Regions from separate parts of the Zea mays genome. Here region 1 is linked to region 2. A link is a contact called in public Hi-C data. All regions are on one chromosome and are shown on one strand. The core of a region is the stretch at or near the end of the contact, and the rest is flanking DNA. Distances in the headings are between cores, read along the strand shown.

Region 1 (4,792 bases), core at 1,018-3,517, 140 kb before region 2:
CTTTAGAGAACCGAATTTAGGGAACGTTGTTGGAGACTGAGATGATATAGAGGACAGAATCTTTTAGAGTGTTCTGTAAAGTATAGAGAATATTCTTTTAGGGGACGAAATTTAGGGGACGTTGCTGGAGACAGCCTTATAGATAACCTCTATCCTTCTATCATACTATAAAGAGAAGTGATAATAGTCTAATCCCTATTTAAATAGTCGATGTCATTAACTATAGGTATAAGTTACAAAGTTCGATGTTGCTGATTTTTTAGACATAGTCTAAACCAAAGCAAAACAAAAAAAACTTACCGAGAAAAAACATGACTAAGGACAAAAATGAACACACCAGCAAAACCGAGGACACAAGCTTAAAAAACCAATTAAAAAGGCATTCTAAATAAAAAACAAAGTGTTAAATAAAAAACAAAGTGTCTTAAATTCGAGAAAGATGAAATAACTAATATTTTGCAAGAGAGGAGTAAAAGTCTGTTTTGTTTGTAACAAAAAGAGTAGAGAAAAAAAGAAAAGAAAAGGCACTAGCACCGGACGGGTGAGCCCACACATAAATAGCGACCAACTGCTGCTAAAAATATAGTGTGACGAGGAGAGCGAAACTCGCATCGCGTCCCGTCCCATCCATTCCCTCACCGTCGCCACCGTTGGAGCGTCGCGCGGACGATACAGAGCATGAGAGGCGGAGGGAGCGGCCGCGGCCATGGGAACGACCAATACAGCCACAACCACCATCACAGCTCGTTGTGCTGCCTCTCTGCCGCGCCGCCGCTGGCTGGGGACGCCACCCCGACGCTGACTCCGGAGCCAGAGGCTGCCGCCGCCTCGATTGCCTCGACGGTGTCGACGGTTGTGGTGGAGGGCGTGCTGCACAAGTGGACCAACTACGGTCGCGGGTGGCGGGAGCGCTGGTTCTCGCTCCGCGACGGCGTCCTGTCCTACTCCAAGATTCGGGCCAACGCGGGGGCGAAGACGGGGGCGGGGGCGACGGACGGTGACGGGGAGGTTAGAGTGATTGGTTCTAGGGTGGAAGGAGCGCGCCGCACGGAGAAGCCTGCCGGCGTCGTATTCCTCAAGGTCCACTCGCTTGTCCCTTCCTCCCCACGTGCGGTTGGCGCGTGATCCCGGTCGGTCCTCTCTTGATTTTGTCCTCTCGTTTGCCTGTTGATAGTTTCGCCCCGGCATTCCTGACTGCACCTTCTGTGAATTCAATTCGAGGTTGATTTTGACCTTTTCACTGTGATTACGTTCTGTTGATTGCGAGATTTTCTTCTTCTCATATTGGAATTTCCCAGCGAATTTGGTTGCCTTGGAGATGCAGCCAGCGCCGCTGCTCGCTAGACCTAGAAGGCATTATTACCCCCACTGGATCAAAAGTGTTACAAAAGGTTGCAACAACAACAAAAAAAGAAAAAATAAATTCTATTTAATTAGCTCTGCCTCCGGGTTCTTTTTGTAAGGGGTGCAAGGTAGATTCTCGTGTCGAGTTCTGCTCATGATGATGGAATGGTAGGTGGGAGACATCGTCACATTGCTGGATCGAAATGACATGACCTCCCTTAGCTTTTCTTTTTTCCATTTGCTAGGATACTCGCATTCATTCCATCCTTCTCTTTGTTTGTGTTGCATCGCCCCTTTCCATTTTGTTGCTCAGATCCCCCCTCCCTCTAATCCATTCAATGGTGCTCACATTAGCATGCTTGATTAACTAAGCACTCAATTTGCTATCTAAATTTAGCAGAAGGAGCTTAGCTTGGAGTATACACGAACAAAAGGCTCCGCCTTCTTTTTCTGATGATGCTAGGAGTATATGATATATATATTTCCAAAAGGGTCGTACCTTTCTCTGTCACACCATCAAGTACATTTTGGCACGTAAAAGCCTAATCTTTTCGCAGATTTTGTCTGAATTCCAGGTCTTATTTTTATTTCTAAAAAGGATGGGGGCTCTGTTGCCAACTTGCCATTCTATTGATACAGATCGATTAGGACAAGCCAAGTTTATCAGTCAGTCGTTGTCTTGTTACTGTGCGCACTTTTTTAACCCAAACATGTTGTATGATAGGATTCATCCAAATGGATGCGCACATGACAGGTGCTATGTGATAAGTTTAATATCTTTAATGTGATTACAATATAGGATATGCTCTGGGGATGTTTTTGGAATTTGCATTATTCATTTGTACTGCTCCGGGCGTTGCTTTTCCACGATGCTTTTACTAGCTATTGAACTCCCAGTGTTGGTACAATCACTGGGTCTTTTCAAGGTCTTTGGGGGTCCCAAGAATTAAAGCATGTACAGTCCATCCAAGTGGCCGCATATAGAGATAGGGAATAAAATGGAGGACATATGGTCTGTCTCAGATTGAATCAGGGGGGTCTTGAGGATTTTCAGGAACTGAGTAGGTTGTTTGTATCAGGGGGATCTTGTGGATATTGAGGAACTGTGTAGGTTGTTTGGTTGAGGTAGATTGCAGATTGGATTTGTTTTGGTTTCTTGAGATCCTTGTTTGCCCCTTCATTTTTCTTTCGATTTTCATTTTGTCACCCCCAACCAAAGATTGAAGTTGAAGGGGTAGGTGTCCGATTTTTTTCTTTTCCTGGGGAATACCATTCCTTGTTCCTTAAATCAGCTTCCATATCCTCTTTGCGGTTTCTTAATAGAAGGTTTTGAGCTTTTCTATAAGATATTATGGATGCTGGTCTGTGACTGTGTATTTTTATGCTTTTCCTAGGTTTGAATGCCTGATGCATAATATTGCATAAGGCCAAGGGAAGTTCTACACATTTTTCATGCGCAAGGCTGCCTAGTTACAAACATATGGGAGCTGATAAGTTACTATGTTTCTAGGTGTCAGCATTTCGGGAAAGTAAGTCAGATGACAGGAGATTTTACATATTTTCCCCCACTAAGACGCTTCACTTGAAGACAAACTCAAAAGTTGACCGTGTTGCCTGGATTGAGGCTTTGATCCTGGCAAGGAGTGTTTATTCTCTTGGGTCACTTAGCGGGAGAGCAACTTTTGTGCAGAGTGATGTTTCAATTTCAACTGCAAGGCTTAGAGATCGAATGCATCAGGAGGGTTTGAATGAGAGTCTTATACAGGACTGTGAACAAATTGTGCTTTCCGAGTTCTCAAGCTACCGGAAGCAACTGAAGTGTCGTTACGAGGATTACTTAAGCTTGTTTGGGTCCTGCAGACATAATTTTGAGGTGAGAGGAGTTGCATACATTCTTTGTTTGTGTTCATGACTTTGCATAACAGTGTCAAGTAGTGGCGACTGGTTATTACTTTGCACAACAGTGATATAAGTAGCAGCAACTGACTTAGTGCCTGAAAGTAAAAAATGTGTCAATATATACTTGTGGCTTCGTAAATTCGTGCCAATCAGCATATCTCATGTTGAAATAGCTATATAAGTTTGCAAAGGTTACTCCTTGAATTGTTACTCTCCTCTTTTTCCTGCAGGAATTTTACATAGTGTATTACACACATATTTGTGCAGGAAGGTAAAGATGGAAGTATAACACAGGGGACATTGACACGAAATGACTTCTCTAGTTCTAGGCATGGAAATTTTAGCGGTACGATTTTAACACATACTGGGCTATTTCGAGCACTTGACCAGCTGCATGGTCTACTTATCTGTTTCTTTTGTCTTTCACTCCTTGCATGTTTGTGTTTCAAGTAGCCCCAAGTATTTTTAGACTTTACCACATCTGTTTCCTAAGAATTAACATCTTTCTAATGGTACAATTTTGTTCTTGCCTAGAATATAGCACAACAGAATCTGATGAGCATGAGTTTGAGAAACACGATGGAGGCGAATTGATTTGTGAAGATGAATCTGCATTCTTTGATTCTATAGATTACTTCACAGAGTCAGACAACAGGTCTTCAACCATGTTAAGTGGCAAGGAAGTAGTGGATTCCCAAACACATGATTCCAGTAATAATATACAAGCACAAATCAGACGACGGAGTAGGCTGCCTGACCCTATTGAGAAAGAGAAAGGGATCAGTCTCTGGTCCATTATTAAAGATAGCGTTGGAAAGGATTTGACACGAGTTTGTCTTCCAGTTTACTTCAATGAACCACTCTCATCCCTTCAGAAGTGCTTTGAGGATTTGGAGTATTCATACCTCTTGGATCAGGCATATCAACATGGAAAAGTGGTAAGATCACTTTTACATCTTTAACATTGCACATGTCCGAGGAATTTCATCTGCTTTCCATGAGTGCCATAGATTAATGAAATCATTTCCAATCCATTTTCTTATTCATCACGGCATCAGAGTTCAAATCAGCAAACTCAATCTTCAAATGTGGTTCTGATGCAAGCTAGACGTGTCGTATCTGCTGATCAGAATCAGATTACATATCAGTATCTTTTGTGAACCCATGATAGTTATGATGTATAGTATATCATATCACTATTGTTCAAGCAGTATACTCTGCTAGTAAGCATGGCAGTTTACTCATCCTTAGAAAATGAAAGGTGTTTTCAGAGTATTATAGTTGTATCTGTAAGTTTTGTTCAGGTATGATGTACAATATCATTTGTGAGCTAGGGAAATACTGCATTTCTGTGTATATAGCATGTTTCTAATAGCATGCATGTTGCTATCTTACAAGAACTTTTGCTCATTTATATATTTTTTATTTGATAGGGGGACAGCCTCATGAGAATCCTCAAAGTAGCTGCTTTTGCGGCCTCTGGCTATGCTTCATCTGTTGCAAGGCCTTGCAAACCATTCAATCCATTGCTAGGAGAGACCTATGAAGC
Region 2 (4,765 bases), core at 1,001-3,500:
GTTTGTGGCTAACTATGTCACACTTTGCCTAAGGTTAGTCGTTTGAATTGAAGAACTAATCTTAGACAGAAAAGTTAGGCAAAGTGTGATAAGTTAGACAGTGAACCAAACATGTCTATAATTTAAACGTCAAGTTGATGAATTGTAACACGCTCCCGCTCCCGAATAAAGTGACTGTTCACTCAACGGTGAAAGATAGAATTTGCTACCAGAGTACATCATAGATAAGAAGGTCGTGACTAAAATCCTAAGTTCCTGTAATAACACTCCAAGCAAATTAATTCAACAGTGATGCCAGCGGTCGGGGAAGGCCATATCTCTAACTTCTGCCAAGACACACTCAAGGTCAAAAGGATCCATAATTATAATCATCATTGTTAAACCATCATCATAAATGTATCTAAATATCTCTAATCAAAGGAGCTCCCAAGGTTGCTCATAACCGTGAGCACGACTGATATACTAATTTCTAACCCTCTGCAGATGTCGCACGCTTTACCCACGAGCCGTAATCCATTTTTTCCTCAGGTTGTACAGACCCCTAAACACTCCCAAGGTGAGTCAACAAGGTTTCACTACGTATCTTTTACAAAGGTTCCCTAGAGGTCATAGTCGTCCGTTAGGTTTCTCTAGTTTGATAAACACATTACCTCTCCCCGCAGGAGGGGTGACTAACAAAAGCAAAACAAACGAACCTCGGCACCCAACCTCAGCAGAGCAAGTATTGTGCCCGGACCCCATTGACGGCGCAACGACGAAACCGACTATACCTCAATTTCCTCTAACTAATCAGCTAAGGGTGTACCAAACCACCCTCATGGTTGTTCTACTTTCCCAGATGGTCATCCAATGAGCATGTCCTTACGGAGAGATACTCAGGAAATAGCCCGAGTCCCCTTTAGTGCCACAAGTTCATCATTATATCCAGAATAACATCATCGTATCATAAAGTATTCTTATCATGTTCATTGGTTAAGGTAAGGCACTAGCATGATATTAATCATAATAGCCAAATCTCAAAAGGGTAATCAAGGACAGAATAAACATAAAACTAGTCAATCATTAGGTCGATCATGGTATGCGGGAAAATGAATTATAAAGTAAGTAGGACATAATGGATCAGAGGACACTTGCCTTCACCAAGTTGCTGCTCATAGACTTTTCCTGTAACTCCCTCGAGAATCACGGAATGCTCGTTGTCTACGCAAATCAATCATTCATTCAACACACTTGGGGAATAACAATACACCAAATATATGCAACAGGGTAAACACATGTTCAACAGAAAGGTAAAGACTATAAGGTGTTTACTAAGTTTGGGGTAGGTCACTATGCCAAGTGGTTTATTATTCTCTCACCAAGTCTATCTTATTATAACACTTGTTCAAATATAGTTAGTTAAGGGGTGAGATTACTCATTAGGTAATGTTAGGTCTATAAACTTAAGTATTTGAACATTTATTAGAGGTTCCTACCTACATTTTATTTCTATTAAGGTTCCAATAGCATCAACTCTAAACTAGAGATAACTTATAAATTGGGATCTAAAAACAGTAAGTGAACATTATTTTAACAAGTAGACAAAAACATGGCGAGCATTTTGCAATTTAAAGCACCTAATTTGGAGTTCATATGACAAAGTTATGAATTTTAGAAGTTTTGGAATTTAAAACCCTATTTTAAACACATTTATGTGATTAAATAAAGACCTGAGGGCGTAACTGCAAGATTCCAGGGACCCGGGTAAAAGAACCAAGGACGGTGGGTTCTATTCTCAGAAATCAGGGGCTCTTTAGTGAAAAACGTGAGCAAAAGAGGTATCGGGCTCCCTCGACCGTTGGATCTCGGATCCACGACCGAGATTAGATCAGCAAGGCGGGTTTGCGCGCGCGGGGCGTTGGCGACTGACGGGTGGGACCGAGGGGCAGAAGTGCGTAGAGGCGTGGGCTCCGACCGTTGGATGGGGAATCGAGGGTCCTAGTTTAATGAGACGACGCAAATCGATAATCGAGGATCTAGGCCATTAGATCAGGGACGTGCGGTTGAGATCAGGTGCTCGGGGGTGGTTAATGGCTCGGTCAGCTTTGGGCGACGCTGCTCACCCCCACGGCGGAGAAGTCACCGGAGATGGGGCGGACCCGAGTTCTAGGGGGTCTGGAACTGTTCGAGAGGGCCAGTACCGTTGGGTTGACCTAGTGAACCTCACGGCAACGCTCCGGCCATGAGAAACAAACCGAAGATGGGTCAACGACAGGGAGGTGCTCTGGGCAGGTCGAGGAGTGCTCCGGCGAGCAATCCCCGCCACAGTGGACGGGTGCCTCGACATTTTTGGGGAATATGTGGAAACATAAGCATCGTGTTTCTGTAGCAGAGGTTCAAGTAGCCAACAAGCATCGGGTAATACCATCCAGAAACAATGGAGCACTACCATCTCCAATGAAGCATCCTCTTGCCTCCAGAATAAAAGGGAGGAGCCTTATGCGAGTAGAGCATCGGAGACGAAGAGGCATTGCCACCCTGAACTGCCTTGGATGGTAGCGTAGTAGGAGTATATGATTGGCCACGGCATTGCCAGCTTGTTAGTATAGTATTGCTCGAATGCAAATAAGAATGCTGGTATCCTTGCGTTGAACATGGATCTGTTGTTGCCGAGTAGCCCACCTCGGCTAGGCAAAACTCTGTCTGCACATGACTTGTTTTTGCCGATTGCAGCCAGGACTGGAAAAGCACCTTCTGTAGAGACTTGGGAAGCTCGATCATAAATCAAAGCAAGTCACCATCTATAAATCTTCACTTCAGTCAGACTGACAGTTCGTCATCCATCGACAAACAAAAAACTACCCTTCGATTTAAGAATTCTGAGTCGACTTTCAACCGTTTTTTACTAATTTCTCGCTAATCACTGGACTATCCTGTTTTTTACTAATTTCTCGCTAATCACCAGAAACGAGAAACCAGACGATTTTCATCGCTTTTCAGTTCACTAGCTAGTTTTCATTTTCAAAATTTAAAAAACAATCTTTGAATTTTCTGGCCAAGAAATGTCGTTTCTCGGTTTTTTTTGCTAAAAATTATTGTTTCAAATTTAGAAAAACGAAATTCATATTTGTCGGCCGAGATCCCGTGTGCTCTTTATGAAATTCGTTGTCTTTTTACCGAACAATGAACATTTTTTTAAAAAAACAAAAGTTGATATTTACCAAATTACTCAAGAAAGCATGTAATTTTTTATCATATTTTCCCTGGTTTCTATAGTTTTTTTCATTTTTTCCAAATTTTGAAAGGGATTAAAAAACCATTGGGAAACCGTTTCCCGGACCCCAATACCCGCGGTTCTAGGCTGTGCTAAGATTTGGGTCAATTCCCTAAAACTCTAAAAAAACACTATATATACTCAAAATAATAGTTTATTTTGTACATGATCCAAGTCAAACTAGCAGGAAGACAAGAAAACAGAAGTAAATGCAAAACATATCAAATACAAATGATAGTGCCGATTCTCAGTCCGAGCCATGAATTGATCAAGTGCTTTGATGAAAAGAATCTTGCAGGTTAGCGAGAAAGACATCGCTGCAACATCCAACACTGAAGCAAGAACAAATAGCAAGCACGTCACAGGTCAATGAAACAAATATCATCATAACCTAGGAGTTCGGTGGAAATATTAATATTCACATGCAGCTCTGTTTAATTTGAATAGAGATTGACAGAACCAAATGGAGACACCAAAAAACATAGATAGAACAAGAGAAGAGAAACATAGCAAACTTGGAGACGCCAGAAAACATAGATAGAACAAGAAAAGCAAAACATAGCAAACTAGTGAGATTGGAGGTTCTCAGCCTTGAGTTATGATTGAATTTAGGCGTCTTTCATGGAATAAAGATGTATCAGGTTAACGAGAAAGCCATCATTGCAACCCAAAAAATTGTAAAATAGGCATGCACAAACTGGGATGCAGGGCACAAAAGATTGTAACGCCCTCAACTTGTTATATCTTCAGACAAACAATGCTGCTCAGTTATGGTTTTTGAATGGATAGATGCTATCCTCATAGTATGTCTCAGGTTAACGAGAAGTCCATCATGGCAGCCACAAAAAGCAGTAAGCAAACTACAAACTGTAATGTGAACACATTCTTGCACTTGGGCAAAGTTAACATGATATTGATGTAACCAGCAAAATATTTGAAATGGAACTATTATTAAGGAATGGTTTGGATACAAGAGCTGATTAGAAGCTAGCTAAAAATTGGCCCTGGTGCATCCAAACAAGAGGGGCCAATAGATGAGCTATTTTTTTAGCCAAATTTCCAACTACTTAGCCATCTACCAAGCCAAACTGGGCTAAACTTTAGCCCAACTAGTACTATCCCTAGGCTATCTCAGCCAAACAGACCCTAAATTAACCAGTGTACAACATAGACAAGCACAAAAGAACGTTACTTGGAAACAGCAGCAGATACAAAAAAAGAGAGAACAACGCAGTAGCAGCAGCAGATTATGGAACTGGAGGCGCTCAGCAGCTTATTATTCAAATGAATATCATCATCATACTAGCAATGCATGCTTAACAAGAACTTGTTAATGGGGAAAAGAGGAGGAATGGATGGAAACACACAAACTCAGAGTGAGTGAGTGAGCGAGAGAGAGAGAGAGAGAGAGTTCTTGAAAATGCTAGCATAAGTTCTTGAAAAAGCTATCATCACAGCAGCCTCCAGTTCCTAATGACTCCCCAACTTTATTATCCTCCTAATAGGCATGGC

What was found. A called contact is a pair of places that touch in the nucleus more often than the background predicts.
Region 1: a Hi-C map of tassel shows a contact between it and region 2, with 2.2 times the contacts expected there. The contact joins the promoter of LOC100383333 here to the enhancer-like site in region 2. A contact is called at or near these places in 3 of 25 Hi-C or Micro-C datasets (ear, leaf and tassel).

The regions. Positions count from the first base shown.
Region 1 is chr4:35,322,359-35,327,150 of Zm-B73-REFERENCE-NAM-5.0, reverse strand. It overlaps LOC100383333, which reads left to right and starts at 2,267. Exons shown (of 9, transcript NR_156720.1): 1 at 2,267-3,217; 2 at 3,511-3,589; 3 at 3,778-4,181; 4 at 4,677-4,792.
Region 2 is chr4:35,187,281-35,192,045 of Zm-B73-REFERENCE-NAM-5.0, reverse strand. It overlaps LOC109946014 (a long non-coding RNA gene), which reads right to left. Exons shown (of 2, transcript XR_002269058.3): 2 at 4,512-4,765. Among protein-coding and RNA genes, the nearest start is that of LOC109946014, 6.0 kb to the right of the region's middle. Within about 2 kb of position 2,250, at least 13 of the 20 cell types and tissues checked have an H3K27ac peak or open chromatin away from gene starts, as enhancers often do. A contact at or near this core is called in ear and tassel, where this site is marked.